Linked DNA regions of Mus musculus: region 1 is linked to region 2. A link is a contact called in public promoter capture Hi-C data. All regions are on one chromosome and are shown on one strand. The core of a region is the stretch at or near the end of the contact, and the rest is flanking DNA. Distances in the headings are between cores, read along the strand shown. Region 1 overlaps Gm36617 (a long non-coding RNA gene). Region 2 overlaps Mtss1 (MTSS I-BAR domain containing 1).

The links. Capture Hi-C pulls out chosen DNA fragments and counts their contacts.
Region 1: a promoter capture Hi-C map of adipose tissue shows a contact between it and region 2. A contact is called at or near these places in 3 of 130 datasets of targeted methods (cardiomyocytes, embryonic stem cells and pancreatic cancer cells) and 2 of 9 other capture datasets (adipose tissue and pancreatic islet).

Annotation. Positions count from the first base shown.
Region 1 is chr15:59,247,552-59,253,887 of GRCm38.p6, forward strand. The region is part of intron 1 of Gm36617 (a long non-coding RNA gene); the gene reads left to right. Among named protein-coding and RNA genes, the nearest start is that of Gm36617, 4.5 kb to the left of the region's middle.
Region 2 is chr15:59,051,660-59,058,202 of GRCm38.p6, forward strand. Mtss1 (MTSS I-BAR domain containing 1) reads right to left here. Exons shown (of 15, transcript NM_144800.2): 3 at 3,359-3,432. Among named protein-coding and RNA genes, the nearest start is that of Mtss1, 27 kb to the right of the region's middle.

The sequences.
Region 1 (6,336 bases), core at 275-2,774, 190 kb after region 2:
CCACCTGCTATCCCAGGCCCAGTCGGAGAAGTGGCCAATGGCCACCCCACCCTAGACCTCACATGGCTGGTGACTCTTTCTCCCTCCAAAGCCTGGTGAGTCCTTTCTTCTCTCCTGAGTCTGCTAGCCTGCCTGCGGGAACCTGAAAGTCACACCTATTCCACCCAACCATTAGCCGCTAGCGTCTTTATTGATCGATCAAGAACCAACTGGGGAGCAGAACCTTCAGTGTTCCCAGGCAGATTCAAAGCATCAGAAACACACCCTACATATTGGAAGAAAGTATTTCCTATTTTGTTTTCTTATAGGTTGTCTAAATGTTATTAAGTTGGTATAGCCTCTGATATGATCAATGCCACATCAGGTAATAGATACAATGTCCGGCTTTTTTTTCTCTCTTGCTTTGGACTGCTACAAGACCAGTCAAGATACCAACATTCTAAGGTGCTTGCTGCTCACCACCTCAAGACTTATGTGTCCCTGAAGCTGAAAGCTGGCCTGAGTGTCTTGGCTCACAGACTTAGAAACCTGAAACCATTATGTCAAGCCAGGGTGGCTTGCACCTGAGGGCTGTGTACCTCTTCAATTTGTTTGGTAGAATTCAGTTCCTTGCAGTCGTAGAACTGAGGGCCTCAGCACCCAGAGGTGGGTTGATTTCCTCAAGATCAACAGAGGGTATATCACCTGCTCTAAATTCCTGTGTCACCTTTGGTTGGCTCCTCTCACTGGTCCACCCTCTCCCAGGATAATCCTTTTTCCTGATCTCACAGTCTTTTTATTTGGGCTTTGCATACGATTCCTTCAGCTTTGCCCCATACACAAGGAATGATCATTTTAGAATTCTGAATTTATGGTGGTTTCTAGTTTCCATTCATGGCCTCCTACTCCATCTTAGGGCTGCATCCCAAGATGCCCATCTCCTTTGTAAAGCTGTGAGACACTGCTCACTAGGAGAAGCGGAACTTGATAATGCCAACTTCTGTAAATTCCTGGCTGATAGATCTTGGTGTGTGTATATGTGCACGCACGCACACACACACACAAACACACACACACATGCATGGCCTTCTGTGAGTTCCTCAAGAGTAACTGTGAGTTACTCAAGAGAGAGGTCAGTAGCTTGTTCTCAGTTTGATTTTTATTGCCTGGCATACAGCTCTATTCATAGCAGCCTCTTAACGAGATGGGTAAATGGAAGGAAGGAAGGAAGGAAGGAAGGAAGAAAGGACATTCATTCAACTTTGCTTAACTTCCTCCATGTACTCAGAATTAAATAGCTTTTCTTTAATTAGCAATTTTTTTTGAGCAGTCAGCTAGTTGGTCGATTTCATTGATTTGTTAGTTAAAATCCAAAGCTGCCACCTCTCCCTAACCCCACCCCCTTCACCTTCGTAAGACCATCTGGTTTAATGGAAAGGAAAGGAAAACTTGAGGAAATTAAGTAAATGACGTCAGGGCCTGAGCGGAAGCAGATATGCTAGGGGCTGTTCTTGTCAGCTTGTAACCAGAGAGACATAAATACACATTAGGGGAGAGGAAATTCAAAACAGATCAGGGAAGGAGAGCATGGCTGAGGCATTGAAAAACAGTAAACTCAGAACCTGCGGGGGGGGGGGGGGGGCGAGGCGGCAGCAGGCTGTGACCCTAATGAGTCAGGTCTCATTGGCTGTTATTGTTTGAATGACGTGAATTGTCATAAGTCCCACCCATTCTTGGTAGCACAATTGACTTTTTGAGGGGTGAGGTTTAGGGTTAGAGTGCCTTCTTTTGCTATTTGTCATCTTAATCTTTTGAGAGGAGTCGCTTTTCTTCTAAGTGAGCCCGTCTCCACTCCAATGTCCCGGTTTTTGTGCTAAAAAATTCTCAAGACATTTAAGAAACAAAATATCTGATTCTTGCTTTTCTCTAAGACTGCCATGGCCACTTAAATTGACCAAAAAGGTATGGCTTTCCTCTTAAAGACAAAGTTAGCACACAGATGGTTATTTTGAGTTCAGGAAAGTGACTTCCTTTGCCCATGACAACTTATAGACATACACCTCAAAGTCCCTTTAACTGATCTCGGAGGCAAGGCAGGTCTGTAAGCTGTGCTTCAAGAAACTCCAAGGATTCTGAGACTAGCTAGCATTTTACAAAGGACAATTACAAATTTCTCCTGGGATTCCCAGCAGTGGCTATTTAATTCCAAACCAGAGAGACAGGCTATATGACTGAAGGCAAAAGCCCAGAGCCTGGCTGCCACACTGCTCCCAAGAATATAAAACACAGGAAGAGGAGATTGAAAGGTAGCTTGAACATCAGGACTAATCTTCATACTGATCTTTCTTTCATCTTTTGGCATTTAACTCAGTCTGGCCTCGAACCCCTAATCCTCCTACTTCTGCCTTCCAAGAGCTGGGATTACAAGCATGCACCACTACACCCTAGACCCGTACAATTCCCCCAGCTTTGTGCAGCTGCCAGGTACCTCAACATGTTCCAACTGCTTTGTTGTCTGTTCCCATCTGGAGACCACCAACTGCTTCCTGCTCTTAATGAACTCCCAGGGAGAGAGGTGGCCACTTACCTTTTTCTTGCTGTGCTTGGACTGGGCATGCAGTCCCTGCTTCCCGAACAAGGCCCTTGCCTCCATGTAATATGCTTTTAGACAGGAGAAAGGCTTGCGTATTTTAGACTTCTTGGAAGTTTACTAGACCACACGAGTACTTGGGCTCCATTTCCCTGAATTATTGGGCCCATTGTCACAGTACGGGACTAGCCACAGAGTGGGCAGTGAGGTTAGGAGGATGTCCGTCCTCAGCCAGCTTCCGGTGCTAAAGAAAGGCCTTTCTAGGATGAGGCCACCATTGACACCCGAGTTCTAGTACTCGGCAGGACTTAATTGAAGGAATAAGCAGGGGCCTCGTGATAAATGAGATAAAATGTGGTCCCTGCCTGAAGGCGGCACAGTCTCCTCTTGTCAGGTCGCCAAACCCAAACCTGCTGTGCGCCGTCTTTGGCTGCTAGGCCAAAGGTTTGCGATACCCTGTCTAAGTAGCTTTCTGAACAGACCCACTGTGCCCCTTTCCCTCCATGTGACCTTAGATGGTGCTTGGATCTATCCCCCAAGGCCAGCTTTGCCTACTTGTGACTTCGGACAACTCTTTTGCCCTCTCTGAGCCTCAGATGAAGCCTTCATTTGTAAAATGGAGATAATGTCCACACAAGGACCTCGGTGTGTGAGGCTTGGGTGAGATTCCGTATTATGCGCATTTGCTTCTCTAGCACACACGAAGAGGTGGGGGCAGACCCCCTAAGCTGCCTGTGTGATCAAGGCCACAGTAAATGTAGCCTGGGCACCTAACCTGGGCACGGTAAATGTCAGAAAGCTCTGGGCGTCAGTTTGCACATGTGATTCCCCTTCTCCTAGCCCACCCCTGAATTTCTCTCATTTCAAAGCCTAGCAGCTTCCCCGGTTCCGAATCCCATATCTGCTCGTGGGACTTAACACATCCAGCTTCTCAGGTTTAGACAAAGATTCTCAGTTGTCCTGCGACCTCTTATAGCTCTTGGCCCACCTCTCTCAAGAGGCATCTAGACTTCACTTACTACCCCATACCTCAGTTCCCAGTGGGCTTAGGGCGCTGCACTCTCCAGTGGAGTTGAGGACTGTCAACATAAAGCCCACTAGAATCTGGTGGGAGGTGGGGACTCTGCCCATGGCGGCCTTGATGAAGTCTAATCAGAGGTCAAGATTCTTAGATGCTCTTTTTAAAAAAAACTATAATGTTCCCCTAAGTCCCATCTGACCAGGCTCAGTACATGTATTCCCTTCTCAAAGGAGCCATATAGATTCAGAGTTATAAGCTAAGGCACCCCTCCCCTCGTTATCTCAGGAAATATTCCATTTATTATCATTTCTACTTGTGTGCTTAATGGTTTGTTCACTGTTTTTTTTTCCCCCTTATTTTTATTAGGCTGTGTATAAGAGATGTTCCAAAAGAAGTGACGAGGTAGGGGGTGGGTTCTGCATCCCTTTCATTTTAGGGCTGGAGTCAAAAGTTGCTCATGTAGGGAGAGACATTTTCTTCAGTGGTGTAGCCATTAGTAAGTTGCTCATGTTCTTGTAAATAACCCCTCATTAACATTCCTTGTTGTAACCCTAATTAAACACATTGTTTCATTAAAGAAAAAAAAAGTCTCACTATCTTCTCAGTCACATGACCAAATGCAACTAGTTATATGGTACTCTGGAAAATGTGTGCTTTTCTTCTGGGCATTTATGCAGCCAACTAAAAATTAGAGCTTTCACCGTGATGGGTGGTGATGGATTCTGAGGACCAACTAATGGATTCCGTTTGAGTGTAAGTAACATTGTTGAGCCTTCAAGCATTCAAACATTAGTATGAGTGTTTGGTCTGCGGCGATGTGGTGGTGGCTTAGAGTAGATGGTTGGGTGAAGCTTTAGAGAAGTGGGGGTAGGTGTGATGTGTGAGTTGGAGGTAGATCAACAGATAACCACACAAGCACCTGTGATTGACCAGCGAGGCATGCCCCAGTCACACCAGCGGGAGCTTTCTTCCTATCTTCTTTACCCTTCTCAGGCATTTATTTCTTAACCACCCAGCTAAGTCCTAACCCACTCAGGTTGGAAATCAATGTAGGCAAATCCGATTTGCACCTGTTCCATAATACCATTTAACCAGCTGAAGACACCTGAGTGGCACTCTTCTCTGTAAGCAGGCAGTGGGCTGAGAATGCATGGGCCGGGCATAGTTCCTGAAGGAGTCATAAACTGTAGCTCTTCCACTGCTGGGTCCTTTCCTTTGCCAGACAGACCTGTTATCCATCTCTGTTTGGTAGGAGAAGATGCAAATCAGGTTATCTGGAAAAGAATCATGGTTTCTAAGAGACAGACAGCTGTCACCTGCCAACCTTCTACTCATTAATTCCACTAATTTTGGTGGCGCCCTCTCTTCACTACCTTTTCCCCAGGAAACATGCTCTTCTTCCTGGATTAGACAGGCTATGTGGTCGTGGCTTATCTTCAGAAGCCCAGTGCAAATGTCACCTCTTCTCTGAGACATTTCTGAGCCTCCACCCTCAAAGGCTGGAAGAAAGGCCCCTTCTTTTTCCATCCCCGTGCTTCCTGCTCCTGCTTCTGCTACAGCTTGTCAGGCAGCAAGGAGGAGGTTGCCCTGTCCAGCCCAGCCCAGCCCCTCAGTCCCAGGATGTGCCATGCAGGTTTTCTGAAAAAAAAAAAAATCCATGAGGAGTTATCCATCATTGTTTGGTAGGAGAATATGCAAAGATCCATGAGGAGTTAGGGGGTTGCTGAGGCCAGCCAGCTCCCTGGGTGCTGACTATACACGGCTTCTACTCTACATTTTACATCAGTTAGGAACCCCACACTGGGTCTCACATATCCTATTGCCATTTCCCCTTCAGGGTATCTGATCCCTAAAGACTTTTTTATGTTTTCAGAAGAGGAGAGTGAAGGTTTACTCTATCTCATGGTTTCTAAACCCCGTACCTCTTTGAGGAGAGGATTTTGACAAGGTGCTCAAGACCCTTTCCTCTAATTTGTCTGCATCATTGTCCTTTCACCAAGGCACAGAGGCAACAAGGCTCAGTTATAGAGGAGGAAGGGGCCGCAAGGCAGCAAGAGGACTGAATGGGTGCTTGGGAGGAAACATCACATCCCACAGTCCTGTAGTCCTTTCTCCGTGCTTGCCTTTCTTCTTAGTCTGAGAGTTCCTACACAGGCTCAAACTGCATAACAACTTCCACTTTCAATGCCACAGTTCGGGGGATGCTTATTCAGTGAATGGACCTAAATGTAGACAAACTACTTAGCTACATGTGTAAGAACCTCACAGAATTATCTCCATGAATATTTTTTTAACACAAAGACATTTAAAACTTCTACTAACAAGTGTTTGCAACTCTTGACTTTTTTTGAAATAAAGTTCTCTAAAGACCTCAACTTGACCACATGTAAAAATAATGTAAAAAAATAAATAAATGAATAAAAAATGTAAAAGAAAATCTTTAAAAAGTGTATTAAGAAAATCAGGCATTAAATATACAAATATGTTTGTTGTATCAAAAGAGATGTGTCTAGGCAAAAATAATGAAAATCCCAAGCTGTCTAGATAGCATAGATGGTTCTGGCTTATCAGGCCAATTTTCAAATTCTCAGCTGGTGGGTCAGCTGCTTGTATCTCTTGGACATCTTTTGGGTTGGGCTGCTCTGGGCATCTAGGTTGTTAATCAAAGTGAGGCTGACTGTGAGGTGGCAGCTCACCTTGAGTCTCCTTTTGGTTTCATTATTCTCTCAGCTGGCCTCCTCTCTAA
Region 2 (6,543 bases), core at 2,117-4,616:
AAGGAAGGCTGATGGGGAAAGGCGAATGGTACTAAGATAGTTAGACAGAGATGTGACACTCTGCTGTGCTACCTCATAGTATGGTGGCAGTAGATGGCATAGATTGTATCTCAAAAAACTAAAGAAGAGACAAAGGAGGAAGAGAAAGACATGGGTTGGGGGAGAAGAGGGTGGAGGGGAAGGGAGGGCAGAGGAAAACAGGAAGGGAGGGGGCAGTGGTAACTCTCTTTTACCAACTTCTAACTAGAGAGATGTTTAAACACTACATCTAAAGTCTCCGAGCAAAAGAGCCAGCCTGGGAGATACTCTTTCAGCACAGTAAACGGCTCTGAGCCCCCTTAAGCTCACACGTGAACAGCCTTCTACACACTCATCCTGTCCGTGGTGACACACAGACCACTAAGATAGGTCACTCGTCTGGAGAGCCAGCACTGCCGCCCAACCATGAGGAGCTGAGTTTGGATCCCAGCAACCATACAAGCCGGAGTGTGGTGGCAGGCACCTCTAAGGCTAGAACTGGGACACAGGCAAAGACAGGCGGACCCTAGAGTCACCAGCCAGAAAGACAGGCTGAAATGATGAGATCAGTGTGGGAGGAAGACACCTGCTATCGACCTCTGACCTTCATATGAGGCACAGCCACAGGCATACCGGTATACATAAATATGGACATACGTACTAAGCACATAACAAAATTAAGATGAGAGCAACACACACACACACACACCAGACATTCATAGATGTACAAGCATTGCCCGCACCACAGCCTGTAATGGCAAATACCTAGGGAAGATACAAATCCAGCCACAGAATAATAATTAGAACTCGCTCTATCCAGGCACTGGAAGTCCATTTGTCTACTAGACACAGCGAGGCGCATCTACAGGCGACGGCGAGGAACGGTATCGGTACCGTAGTGTGGAGCAGAAGCCAAGGGGCTTCAACGTTTCCCAGGAGTGGCCATCTGAGGAGGCGTATGCAGAATCACATACACACTGAGGGTGACAAAAATGATTACCAAGGACATTAAACCTAATCTCTAAGAGGGGCAAGGCTAAATGCAGTTTTTAGATTTTTTTTTTTTTTGTAAAGAGTACAATTTTTTTTTTTTACTAAATTAAATTGTTGGAATAAGGAGTACTTCCAAGTTTCTCATACCATCACCATGGAAACAGCTCATATCAGCCATATATTCTTTAAGGCATACAGGTTCCCACATCCAATAAAAGAAAGCAACCACACTTTGGATTCTAAACTGTACTGCAAAAACAACCTGAAACCAAATGTCTTAAAGATACATCACACAGGAGTCTGTTCACAGTGACACACAGGCCGACAGCAGCAGACATCCCCACCTCCCCAGCCCCCAAGCCTGGCTCTGACCCATTACCTCCACTGAGAGCCTCTTCCTGCTTCTCTTCCAACAGTTGCCGTTTCCCCTCCCCTGGAAGCATGAGAATTTCCAGGCCCTCCAATCCCCTCCCCGCCCCCCCAAGAGGGACTCTGGGAGCAGCCTCTTCAAAACCACAGGTTCTTCCCACAGGAAATTATAGACAATCGGGGTCACCCTTCCTGCTGCCCCTTCAGGACCCACCCAGTAATTTAACAGGAAAGTCTAAAAACATGCTCTGAATTCTAGATCCTTGAGAATGTAATCCCACGCTGGGCAGGAGGCTCACAGTGGTCATCCCAGCACCCAGGAGGCAGAAGCAGGAAGACCGGAAGTTCAAGGCCATCCTCAGATGCCTTCAAAGGCACTCAGTCTTGGCTACTTAAGACTGTCTCAAAAAAGAGAAGGCTCAGCAGGTAATTTCGGCTGCTGCCAAAGATGGGACCCACTCGTTAGAAACAAGAGAACCAACTCCTGCAAGCTGGCTTCTGGCCTCCACACACACCACGGCACTTGCACAAAGTAGATAACGCATGTATGACTGACAGTTCCAGACACGGCTGAGGGGGGAAGGAGAGACACCACACGGATGGACAGTCAGTCACATTTTCACAACAGCAAACATCGGTTTGCATGTTAAGCTCCTTTAGAATCCAGGTTCCCCAAGGTTCTACAACAGGTACATCTAAGCTAAGTCATTTTAAAGGCATTTCAAAATTACATGGGTTAGTTAGTACCTTCACCACACAGACAAACCAGGTTAAGGAAGTCTGATGCTTGACGTCACGGTCGTATTTCCATGGGAATGTTTTTGGGATGCGGTTGGCGTCTCAGAAAGGAGGAGAAATGGTACTTCCCCTGGGAAAATGTCCCTGATTCCCTGGCACCAGGTTAATTGCTCACTTTCCGATATTCCCCTGGTGCTGTGAGCTTCGGCTATTACCTTACCACACATACTATTTCTGCACAGGCACTCTTTATTTACACATCTCAGTCTCCCTACTCAACGGTGTGCCTTTTGGGGACAAGGGGGAGGCATATTGGCTCTTGTGGTCCCGTGACAGTCCTGCAACAAAAGGAGCTGGAGTCTCAATCTATAAATATTTAATTAAGTGCCCACCGCCGGTTGTGATGAACCACTGGAGGTATGGGAAGGAGCCTCAGCTTTGCACTAAACACCCAAAGTTAGAGCAGGTTCACAGCTATGCAGGTAACGAGGGAGCCCAGCATGACCAGACAAGGAGCAGGCAGACAGAGTGGTTGTATGGGACTGAGAGGAAGGTGGGCCTACACTATCCACTTTCTTCTGGCACCTCTCACATGTCACGAATATTCCTGGGATTCTCTGAAACCATGAAATCTTTTCAAAAGATTTCACCTTCTGGTCACTGCTTTCATAAGCATATTTTAAATATCAGTTAGGCTCTGGACACTCTGTCTAGTGGGGTATCATCAGGACTCTGTCTCTTGTTCACAGGGTCTGCAGCCTAAGACTGGGGACAGAGAGACAGTTACGGCCCTCGAGATACTGGGCCTATCATAAAAGGATTCCTTGTTTGTGGAGAACCCAGGACAGTAGCCACATCATCATCTCCAGGACTTCCCGTTCCAGGAGGTACCATGGGAGAGCCTAAGGCAACCTGCTGGAGGAGTCACAGCAAGACAAAGGTGCAGCTCGAGGCTCTATACTAAGCGTATCCCTCGAGTTACACCCACAGCAAGCCGCCTCATGAAGGAACAGTGGCTCCCTTCCTTTCTTGTCTAGTCTTCACACACACTTCACTATCTGGGGAACTAGTTACAACTTCTAATGTGTGCAACCCCACGGAGTTAAAAATATATGAAAACTGTGAGTCAGCCAGGCTCTGATAACTCGAGCCGTATCTTCTCGGGAAGCCGCCCGGGGGAGAGAGAGAGCCCACGTGCTGGATCCAGTCAGTGCTGGAAGGCAGCCTCCCATCTGCTCACCACGTGTGTTGGTGGCCATGTCAGCCACTTTCTGAAAGGCGTCCAAGAAGGCAGCTGCTGCTACTACTGTTGTCCTGAAATGCAAACAGATAACAAAAGCGTGAGGAATGTCTCCCTGGCAAATTCATCTCAGCTCTTGGGCTAAAGCCTCCGATCCGCAGCAAGCAGAACCCTCCAGGGACGAGAGCTAGCAGGAGATAGCGTTCTCTCCCTAGCACTCAACCCCAAAGGAGGCCTGGCTGTGGAAGCTACCAAGTGAAACTTTAAGCAAAGAAATAAAAGGGAGGGGTTTCTACCCCAAAGAAGAAAGTATCATTAAAGTATAGACAGCACAGGTGACATCTGCTTGAGAGTAGGAAAGTAATTTATGTGCACGTGAACTGGCAGGGAACCAAATCTTGGAGAGCAGAAAGATCAACATTTCACTGCCAAAAAAAAAAAAAAAAAGGAAAACTGAGGCCACAAGTCAAAAGACATTTTAGAGATCACTGGTTCATACCAGAGTGACTGATGACCTGCCACTGTGACTCAAGGCCCAGCTCAACCCACTGCAGACACAGGGTGCTAGCTAGGTACAGCCTTGCTCCCTAAATCTTCAACCATACAAGACTAAAACCCTGGGTTCTGCTTTGTTCAGGCACAGGATGCTCTTTCAGAGGCATCTTCTCAAGTCCTAAAAGCAACACTGGGGAGAACTAAGGCTAGCTCCTGCCTTGGCAATCTCCTTAATCCTTACCCATGCCCGTAAGCACAACCAGATGGACGCACTAGGCACTCGATGACCTACAACATCACGAACTGAGGAATGACCAGGATCCCAACCATGACAAACCAACAAAAGTCCCCTACCAGGCAAGGACTTCAAACCAAATTCGAAGACTGATATAGTCTTCAAGTGTTTATTACATGTCTCCAGTCTCTACTGAACCTTCCTCCTATGAAGGTAAAGTCACTACAAGAAGAAGCCTCGAGACTAGAGTTCGGAATATAGAAAAAGAAATGGTCTGTCTTAAACACAGCAACAGTGTCTGTGGAACAAGAGGTTTCTAGGAGGTCCTTTAAGCCAAATTTCAAAATCAGGTCTGAGAGTTTCTAACAGATCAAGAATATATTCTGCTTAATTTTAAACAAAAGTTCCTCCCTCTCCCCTCTCTCTTCCTCCCTCCCCCTTCCTGCCTGCCTCCCTCCCTCCCTCCCTCCCTCTCTCTCTCACTCACTCACTCACTCACACACACACACACACACACACACATGCACACATGCACACATTTCATGCATATTTTTAAAGTGTTGACATCAACTGCAAACATTGAAAAAGTTACCTCTATCAAACATCCTGAGACTTATAAATAGCTCATTCTGACTTATGATGAATACCTGACAAGCTGGCTTGATTTATTTACTCTCATTCAATTCAATGCCAATCAACCCTATTTTATGGGCCAGCCGTGGACAAGCCTTGCCCATTACAGTCACTGGAGTAGACTTCTACAGCCAATTAAGACACTGGTCAATTTTGAGGACTTAGGAGCTCTTCATGACTGTCACACTGCACTTTCTGGCAGCACAAAGGACATCTTGGCCCTTTACTTGAGCTCACAGCAAATAGGGAACCACCAAGAGCTAGTGAGATGATTCAGCTTAAACACTCCAAGATAGACAGATGTGCTGCGTCTGCGGTGGTAACCGCAGCCTTTCTCCAGGACACAAAATTAAACCCTCACTTGATAAAATGATAAAGAAATGTGCCCTGATCTCAGAAGACCTAGATGGAGGGAGGGGAAGCAGGTACTTCAAAGTCTACCTTGACTTTTACTTTCTATGTTCAAGACCGGCAGTGAGCTCAGCAATTCAGGTCCCACTACTCTCGCCAGCTAAAGGCCAGGAGAATAATCTTTCTCCAGGCCCACACTGAAAGCCCATCACACAATCAGAGGCTGGACAAGAAAAGGAAGCAGAAAGGTAAATGCTTTAGTTCAGGGGGAGACCTCCTTCCTACCAGAGGGATGTTAACCTACGTGCAATAGGCACAGCGGATGAGAAATGGCCAGCAGACCAGGGTAGCCCCATGACAGAAGGCTGGTGAGCCCTTCAGAAGAAGACCCAAACATAACCCAATGAGCTCAGAAATCAAGGAGACTGTCAAGGACCCGGTAACTGGAGAAGGTACATAGCCAGGCCAATATCTACTTGGGGGTCATATAAAAGGCTGCAAATACCACCCCTCCATAGCTAAAGCTAAAGGAACCCCATGCGTTCTTGCCCAGTTCTTCTTGCTACATTCGAGGAGCCATGTACCCCTTATGCTGGGCCACGTACCTCTAGGCAAGAGCTCTGAGCAGCAACCTCTGGTCCGCCCTGGCACGGGCTTAGAAACGACAAGTCACCCTCCCTTGTCTGTCTGTCACCCAGGTGGCTCTTTTTCCAAGAACACCCCTACTCCCCGCTCCACTGCTCTGCCCTCTCATCCAACTCAACACCAGCCAGTCACTCCCCCAAATTTCGCCATCGAGGATTATCCAGATAGTCGTTCTCGGGTGTCCCATGCTTCCCGGGTTAGCCACCAAGCGCAGCCGTATCTCTTCCCACACTGACTTCATAAAGGGTGGGGCTGCAGCATGTGATCATCTGGTCCATCGGAGCATGCGGTAATGGAACAGGCTCACTAGGCCATACGGGCTTCTTAGAGACAACCGGCAGCACCCCTTGTTTGAGCAGCTTCTCCGGGTATAACCTTGAGCCGTAAAACATACTTCTAAGTGTCTAAGCACCTATCTCTGTGGTGTCTAGTAAACCTAGGATTGCGCGGCCCAGCCTACCACTGCCGAGACCCACTCCATGTAAATGGAACCGTATATCAGTCTACACTGGAGCTCTAAACTCTCTATGTGGAAAGACAATACAGGTAGATGAGAACAAACTTGGATTCTGGAACCGGACCTCTCATGTTTACATCGGTTTCTGTCACTAATGGCTTCTCTATGAACGGGCTGTTATCTGTGCCTCTGCTTCCTGACCAGGAAAATGCCTGTACTTAACCTTGTAGGGCTGATATGCCTGGCACCCAGTGGGCGCCATACAAACATTGCCCATTACTACTCTATGGAATCAACTCTAAGAATTCCTACGGTGGGAGGCAGAGCAGACTTGAGTCTGGGTTCACACGGGACTGGGGTGTGAAGGTG